3 separate regions of the Rattus norvegicus genome follow, and regions 2 and 3 are each linked to region 1. Evidence: chromatin contacts called from public Hi-C data. All regions are on one chromosome and are shown on one strand. Each heading gives the region's core, a stretch centred on a gene start, on an enhancer-like site or on the middle of the called end of the contact. The rest is flanking DNA. Distances are from core to core; before and after follow the strand shown. Region 1 has its middle 8.9 kb from the start of Neu2. Region 2 overlaps Inpp5d (inositol polyphosphate-5-phosphatase D). Region 3 holds the start of Ngef (neuronal guanine nucleotide exchange factor).

The links. Hi-C and Micro-C count contacts between places; a contact is called where the count stands out from the background.
Region 2: a Hi-C map of frontal cortex shows a contact between it and region 1, with 1.9 times the contacts expected there. The contact joins two enhancer-like sites. A contact is called at or near these places in 3 of 12 Hi-C or Micro-C datasets (the A7r5 cell line, frontal cortex and prefrontal cortex).
Region 3: a contact with region 1 is called in a Hi-C map of prefrontal cortex, with 5 times the contacts expected there. The contact joins the promoter of Ngef here to the enhancer-like site in region 1. A contact is called at or near these places in 2 of 12 Hi-C or Micro-C datasets (frontal cortex and prefrontal cortex).

The regions. Positions count from the first base shown.
Region 1 is chr9:95,719,524-95,722,245 of GRCr8, reverse strand. No RefSeq gene overlaps it. Among named protein-coding and RNA genes, the nearest start is that of Neu2, 8.9 kb to the right of the region's middle. Within about 2 kb of position 1,330, at least 11 of the 93 cell types and tissues checked have an H3K27ac peak or open chromatin away from gene starts, as enhancers often do. A contact at or near this core is called in prefrontal cortex, where this site is marked.
Region 2 is chr9:95,836,212-95,838,933 of GRCr8, reverse strand. It overlaps Inpp5d (inositol polyphosphate-5-phosphatase D), which reads right to left. Exons shown (of 27, transcript NM_019311.2): 26 at 752-1,346. Among named protein-coding and RNA genes, the nearest start is that of Atg16l1, 32 kb to the left of the region's middle. Within about 2 kb of position 1,318, at least 8 of the 93 cell types and tissues checked have an H3K27ac peak or open chromatin away from gene starts, as enhancers often do.
Region 3 is chr9:95,626,935-95,629,656 of GRCr8, reverse strand. It overlaps Ngef (neuronal guanine nucleotide exchange factor), which reads left to right and starts at 1,410. Exons shown (of 13, transcript NM_001136241.1): 1 at 1,410-1,611; 2 at 2,338-2,480. The coding sequence starts at 1,505.

The DNA of each region.
Region 1 (2,722 bases), core at 81-2,580:
TGGCTACCGGCAGCAGGTTGTTAGGAGAATCAGATCCTGGACCATCAAGGGCCTGAACGCTGCCGCATGACATTTCTCAGTAGACTCTTCCCTCAGTACAGTGCAAAACATGTAAGTGCAATATGTGTCTGACAGGATGCAAGGAGTAGAAGGCCTGAGATGCCAGTATATGAGAATACAGTTAAGACCACATTCAGAACGTCCCCGGAAGATCTAGAAGAAAGGGAAGTGTTTCTTGTAAGGGAGGAACCTGGGACAGGTGGCATCTGACCCCGAGCTTGGGCATAGGCCTGACTGCCCCACCCACAACCTTCTGGTTGAGGCAATGGCTGGTGTTTGGGATCCTTGGGTTTCTGGTCTAGGGTAAGTTGGGAGGGGCTAAAGGGACCTGACTCAGGCTAGGCTAGGACTAGTGTGACTTCTCAGGTTACCCAGCCTCCCAGGCAACCGTTCCCACCCCAGCCAGATGAACAGAGTCAGGCTGGGTTATTAATACCTGAATATTTAGGACTCTAGGTGTCTGGAACTTTCTATGTTTGTCCACTTTGGATGTTTCACCTAGACTATCCCCTACAAGGAAGAGAACAGGGACTGTGATTTATGACTTCAACAATGAATGAATGATGAAAGCAGCATTTCTAGAAACTTGGGTATTTGAAGGTTTAGTAAGCTGCCAATTACACGACACTGTGGCTCTAGACAAGGAGCTGTGTTTCTCTTTGTGAATGCGTTTCGAGAGCTTGTGGAGGTTTATCTTGACTCAGGAATACCTTTTGGAGGAGATGATTTACAGGAACAATCCCCAATAAAGAACAAGCTATGTCCTCAAAGATACTTCCTCCAGGGTTATTTATAACAAGAAGGCGGGGCGGCTGAGGCATCTAGCCGAAAAGGGGGCAGGAGTCAAGTGATCTCCCTGTGTCTGTTGGCTTCTTCTTACTTTCTGCAGAAGAGCTGCCGGGAGGACATGTTCTATATGTCAAGCAGAAAGAGAAAGTGAAGCAGGATTCTAGTTCAGTTTTGAAATGTGCTCTAGTTTGGGAGGAAGGGGAGAAGTTACTAGGTTAAAGACCAGAAGAAAAATGTGGTCAGTTGAGTATTCCCCCCATCCCCTGGTTCTTTTAAATCTCCGAACATTTGGAATTTACTGCAGTACAAAAAAAAAATGGCATTTTGGAGAAGCAGCACCTTGCCAAAAGTACAGTCAGCATTCTCACCTCTTCTTTGAGCAGCAGCACATTTGAATACTGGATCCTCCCCCCACCTCCTCACTCATTGCGGGTGAGATGTGATGGGGAGGCAGTATGCTCCCAGATCTGCTTGGCTCTGAGAGTGTGGCCGCCTTCTTAGGCTGTCAGTGAGGAGAAAGGAGTCTGCACCTCAGCCCCTCATACTCTTGGGTCCAGGCATCTGGGCTGAGGAGTCTAGGATTGGGGCCGACTACAGTAGCTGCTTGCTCCCCTTCCAGAGGTAGGGAGATGAGGGAAGGGCAGGGACAGAGCTCAGTGGCCAAGGCAACTCATATATATATTTTAAAAAGCATTTAATTGATGGCTGGCTTACAGTTTCAGAGGCTCAGCCCATTATCGTCATTGTGGAAGTATGGTGGCACTAATGGTGCTGGAGCAATAGCTGAGCACTTTGTATCCTGATCCAGCAGGTAAGCAGGCAGGCATGCTGAGAGAGCCTGGGCCTGCTGTGAGCTTTTTAAAACCTCAATGCCCATCTCCAGTGACACCTCCTCCAACAAGGCCACACCTACTAATCCTTCCAAGAAGTTTGCCAACTGGAGATGGAGCATGCAAATCTATGAGCCTATGGGGACCATTCTTATTCAAACCACCATACTTCTCACCCACCTGCCAAAAGGGTACATCATCAGACGGACACAGTAGGCCTCAAGGCCATGTCCCTCTCTAAAGAGATAACATTTCTTGTCTTGCTGCTATGGCTTTAGCGTTCAGAATCACTGTTGGCAGGTGCTGTGTTGACGGACTTAACACACGGGGAGGCAGAATGTTTGTAACAGCATTACCACATTGAGAAGACCATCCTGTATCTTTTCCTTACAGGACCAGACTGGGTAGCTTCAAAGTGACCACCCAGGAGATGTTGCAATTGGCTCTTCTCCCATGTTTTGCATGGTGACTTCTTGACCCTACACCCCAATGTTTCCAGTGCAGAGGAAGGTCTCTACCAGGAAGGGACCTGGTACGAGTGTCCAGGCAGAAGATTGTTTAGAAGGCATGGCCTTTCATGACATAAGCTGACATGAGAAACTGGTCTCTTCATGATCGAGCAAGTATGCACACATATCTGCATGTGTACAAGTACCTGCACATGTAACTGTATCTGTGTGATTCATTGTGCAGGTTTGTGAATGCTTGTATGCCTGTATATCTGTGTACCTGTGTGCATGAGTATGCATACATACCTATGTATGCAACGTATGTGCTTCTGTGTGCACATCTGTGCATGCCACGTGTCTGTGTGTGCATCTGGGTAGATGTGCATGTGACTATATGTGCACATGTATATAAAATGTGTATGCACATGTGGCTACACATGTGTGGCTTTGGAATGATTAAAACGATCAGGTAAGAAGGCAGAATCTGACCCAGCTAAGATACATCTCATCAAAATACGACTGGCAATCTTTTTCATTTCCTGTCTTAAGTAATTCCGCTGAGTCAGGACTTCACGTCAACACAAGTACCACAGT
Region 2 (2,722 bases), core at 69-2,568, 120 kb before region 1:
TGACAGTTTACAAAGGCATAGAGCTATTCAGGGGAGACTTGGGATTTAGATCCAACACAGGACTGCGACAGCATTTGCCTAGTGTAGGGCCCCGAGTTTGACCCTCAGCACTGCAATAAATGCACCAATGGAATGGCCAGAGGTCTAGGTCTAGAGTCTGTTCCTGGTGATACTGGAGATTCATCTGAGGGCTTCATGGAGGCTTCCTGTACACTCTCCCACTGAGCTACAACCTTAGCTTCCACTGCTGCACTTGCTTGTCTCACCATTTAGCCCAGGCTGACCTTGAACCCCCCAGTCCTCGTGCCCTAGATGTCCAGAGTGTTGGGATTATAGCAGTGTACTATCATGTCCAGTCTCAACTGTGTGTGTTTTCTTAAATCATTGTTAGCTCTGCTCTAGAATAAATCTATTCTATAGGAAGGGGATATTCTCTCCGAAGTTTCTAAAATACCAGGAATGTTTTAAGTGCCTAGCCTAATTAAGGATGAGAGGACTAAAATATAAATGACTTGAAGTCCCTTACTCTACAGGGGTAGGAGTTTATCAACAGCCCCTCTCTGTCTCTCTCAAGAATCGCTGTAGGTGCCAGTCAGGAACACGGATGGACGGAGGCCAGGTTCAAACTTCTTCACAGAGTACTTCCCAGGACACACACACACACACACACACACACACACACACACACACACACACACACACACTACACGAATGCATGCACACATACACACATACATGCAGCTCAACATACCTGCATGGCAGTTCTGCCAAGCAGACTCTCCTCCTGGCGGTGCTTGCCATGGTGGGGGAGTTCTGTGTTGTCACGGTAGTCTCTGCCTTTGGAATGCTGCAGCTGCAAGACTGCAGGACTCTTGACTGGCAGGGGTGGCCGTGGAGCTGGGATGGGCGTTGTCTGCTGGCTCATTTCTGACCTGGAAGGCTTGACGGGCCTCTTGACTGGCACTGGGGCTTGGGAACTGGCTGGGGCCTTGGGCTTCCCTTGGCTCTTGTCCCCACTGGGCATCCTGCCCTCAGCAGAGGAGGAACAGGTAAAGGAACGGATCCGGGGTGTGGGGCCAAAGACAGGCACAGGGGCCTGTTTGCTCGTCCCCTTGACATTCTCCACCTCTTGGGCTTTGGGGAGCATGATGCTGGGTGAAGAGACTCCTGGGTCTGGGCAGGGCGGGGGCTCCTTGCGCATCATCTTGGGAGACTCCTGCTCTTTCCTGGGCACCAGCTTAGGGAAGGGACTCACGGACCCATACAGTGGGTTCTCAAACATCTCGGGCTTCGTCAGCGGCAGGTCCTCCTGCGGCAGGGCTTCCACCTTTCCCAGATCGCCAGGTCTGGGACCACAGGGAAGAGGAGAGGAGAGAGGAGAGGAAACATGTTCAGACGTCAGGACATGGGGAGTAGATGCTTCATGCCTCTGGGTTTCATTTAGGGGTGATAAAAATGTTCTGGAACTAAACGCAGTCATGATGATGTAACATGCAGCATAGAAATGCCACCAGATCACTCATTTTCCAGGGGATAATTTTACATGAATTTTGCCTTGTTTTTTTTTTTTTTTCTTTTTTAAACACAGGGACTCACTATGTATCCCTGGCTGATACAGAACTGGCAGATCCACCTGCCTCTCTGTCTGCTGAATGCTGGGCTTGAAGGCATGCAACACCATGCTGGGCTAAAGGTATAGTCCAGGATGGCCCCATGGTCCTCTTGCCTCCTCATCCTCAGCATATCTTTCCTCCATGCATCACCGCAAGTGATGACTTTTTAAAATCAGCGCATTAGGGAGAGACGATAAGGCTGGAGGTGGTGGCTCACACCTTTAATCCCAGCCTGTGTGAGGCAGGGACAGGCAAACCTGGGACACTAGCCTGGTCTACATAGTTCCAAAACAGACATATATATATATATATATATATATATATATATATATATATATATATATATATATATATATATATGATATAGATAGATATCATAGATAGATCCTGCCTCAAAGAGAGAGAGAGGGGGTAGAGGGGCAGTCCTCAGAGGCAACTTTAATTCTGTTTTAACAAGAGCATCCATGAGCAAGGAGGCTATCTCTGGAGATTTGGTAGAAAGAGGAACAGAGGAGGCTACTACTTATGTGTGAGGTGCTGCCGTGACAGCAAAGCTGCCATGCATTACAAAACAAACCCTGGGCTCAGGGGCCAACAGTCACACTATTCTTCTCAGGGGCTTAAAGCTTTCTTTCTGGAGGGCTCTGTCTGTGACAACTGACTCAGTCATCAACTTGATGAGATCTAGGACGACCCAAAAGATACTCTTTGGGGGATTATCTTGATTAGATAATTAGGTGGGAAGACTTGCCCACTGTGAGCAGCACCATTCCATAGGCTGGAGCCCTAGATTGAATAAAAAGGAGAAAGTCATACACACATGTGGAGGTCAGAGGACAACTCACAGGGGACAAGTCATTTCTTCTACTACATCAGTTCCAGACACCGAACTCAGATGGTCAGTCTTGGTGGCAAGTAACTCACCAGACTGCCTTTCACTTTCTAGAGAGACTAGAAGTCACTACACATCCAGAAATATTGAGACCTTGACAGATGGCAAAAGCTAGCCCTTGTCTGTGGCCCTCTTGAACCTGTCTAGATCCTCTGAGACTTCTACTCCGGTCTGGTCTCAGGAAGGAGTGTGCATGTGAGAGAGAGGTATCCTGATC
Region 3 (2,722 bases), core at 161-2,660, 93 kb after region 1:
CAACCAAGAACCAGGAGATAAGAACATATGCATGCTTGTGCCACTTAGCTCAGGTTTTTTGTTTTGTTTTCTTTTTCTGTCTCACGCCATTTGTGGGGAATGGCACAGTCAAAGGTAGACTGGGTTTTCCCACCTCAATTAACTCGGCCAAGACAATTCCCCACAGACATGGCTGATGTAGACAAGCCCTCGTTCAGACTCTTCTGTAGCTGTTCTTGCTAGACTGTGTCAAACGGCAATTAAATCAACCACTGCCCCTTCCAAATGAAATGACTCTTCCTTCCCTTATACATCTCTGTGTCTCTCGCACGAACGGCCAGCCCTGCCTCCCATCTACTCATCCAAGAACGAGCAACACTGGAGGCTGGAGAAACGCTCAGTTGTTGAGAGCACATGTTGCTCTAGCAGAGGTTCCTAGCACACACATGGTGGCTCACAACCGTGTAATCCCAGTAATTCTGTAATTCCAGATCCAGAGGATCCAATACCCTTTCCTGATTTTGGAGGGTACCAGGCAAACACATTGGTCACATACAGACACGCAGGCAAAATACTCATACACCATAAAAACCAATAAACGCAGTTGCCTCAAACCCCCAGGAACTGGTTCCTTATATCCAATGCCCACAGGTGGTGTGTGGAGGGGGCCAGGCAGGGGAGCACTGTACCCCACCCTCACTCCCAGGTACCTTCAGAACTGGCCACAGCTACTCTTGACTTGAGATACTTCTCTCACATATCCTTGTCATCTGAGCGCTGCACGAGCTAACAAACTGCTGTGGGTAGGGAAATCCTACTGCAGTTTCTGGGAACTTGGATCCTTCTCCTTAACTCTGTTCTGGCAGCGTTTGGGGGGTCGCTAGGAAAGATTTGGTCCAGCAGAAAGACCCATTCAGGAGAGAAGTCTGCATTGGGGGACCCCCACCGTCTACCTGGGAGTCAAGAGCAGGAGTGTAGGGGACATGTTTCCTCTCAGACTGGGATTAGAGGGTATACATTCCCAAGGCACGATCTAGGAGATTGACCTGTGATGGGTAAGGGATGGGACAGAGGGTCGCCTGGACTGCACCTTCCAGAAACTCCTACAAACGACCCACTGACAGAAAGGGAGACAGGCGGAGGCAGCTCTGTCCCCTCTGTCCCCGCATCTCCTGGCACCCAGCGGCCGCGGGGGAGGCAGGCGCTGCGGGGCTCCGGTCCATGTGGGGAGTCACCGCCCCCTGGTCCGGGTGCACCCGGCCCCAGCGCCCCCACCTCGCCGCCGCTGGCCTCGCCCCCGCCGCGCGTGCCCCGCCCGCCTCCCCCGTTGCCGTGGCAACCCCGGGAGCCTCCAGGCGCGCGCTCGTCCGCGGGAGCGCTCTACAGCGGCGGCGGCGGCTGCAGCTCGGGCTTGAGCCGCGCGCGCTGAGACCTCGCTTCGAGCCCGCGCGTTGCCCCCGGCCCGGCCCTGGGTCCCCCGCGCGGCCCCCCACCGGCTCCTGAGCCTACCCTGTCTCTGGTCCCCATGGAGCTGCTGGCTGCCGCTTTCAGCGCTGCCTGCGCCGTGGACCACGACAGCTCCACCTCGGAGAGCGACACGCGCGACTCGGCGGCGGGACACCTGCCCGGCAGGTGAGGACGGGCTGCATCCCAGCCCCCGCGCACCGTCCCCACTTGCTCCCTCCCACTCGCACCGTAGGCGGTGTTCACGGACCCCTGCGGCCTATCCGGGTCCTCTGCTCCGGGGCTCCTGCTGCCTCCCACTAACTCTAACCCGACGGACCTTCCCCCCGGAAGAGCGGTGCGTCCTGGTCCAGGTCACTAGCACCCAGTCCGAGCGCGGGGTGGCTGGCCTCCTGCACCCTCTCCCTGGACGCCCAGAGTGTGCGCGTCCCTCCCTTCGCCCCTCTCTGCGCTCTCCGTCTCTGGGACTGGAGGACGGAGCCCCGAGTGGGGCCAGGGGGCGCGCGACGGCTAAGGGCGTGGGGTGGCAGCTGGCTAGCAGGACCCGTTGGGGCGGCCTCCCGCGCTGTGGAGCGGCCAGGGTACGCCAACTTTCCGACGCCTGCCCGCGAGCTCGAAAAACATGAAGGTTTGGGCGGACGGGTGTGGGAGTGAATCACCCCGTCGCGCCTTGGTATGGTGACAAAAAGGGTTTGTCGGGCTCGCCTGGTCCGGACACGTGGCGGCCACTGTGACCCCCTTAGCTTGGAAGCGCTTAGGGCAGTACCTTCAACCCCCCCCCCCCAACCCCGGCCAGCAGCCGCTTGTACGGACCGACAGTCGCCTCTTGCGATCTAGCCAAGGTGTGTCGTTGCTTAAAAATAAACAGCCCTCGCTCTCCTCCCTCTCTTGCAGCGAGTCATCCTCCACCCCTGGAAATGGAACCACACCCGAGGAGTGCCCGGCCCTCACCGACAGCCCCACCACGCTCACCGAGGCCCTGCAGATGATCCATCCCATTCCCGCCGACTCCTGGAGAAACCTCATTGAACAAATAGGTGGGTCCAGGGCAGGCAGCGACTCATTTGGGCCATGCGAGCCTGGTGGCTCCCAGGGGACCCTGGCAGCTGGGCTGACTGGCATGCGGCTTTTGACATGAGTAGTTCTAATGGTTTCCTAGGCAGAACTGCCGAGTTTTATTAGTGCTGCACCACTGGGCTAATTTAGCCAGGGATTGTGGTTTATTTGTGAGACTGAGTCTCACACTGCAACCCTGGCTGGCCTGGAATTTACTCAGTAG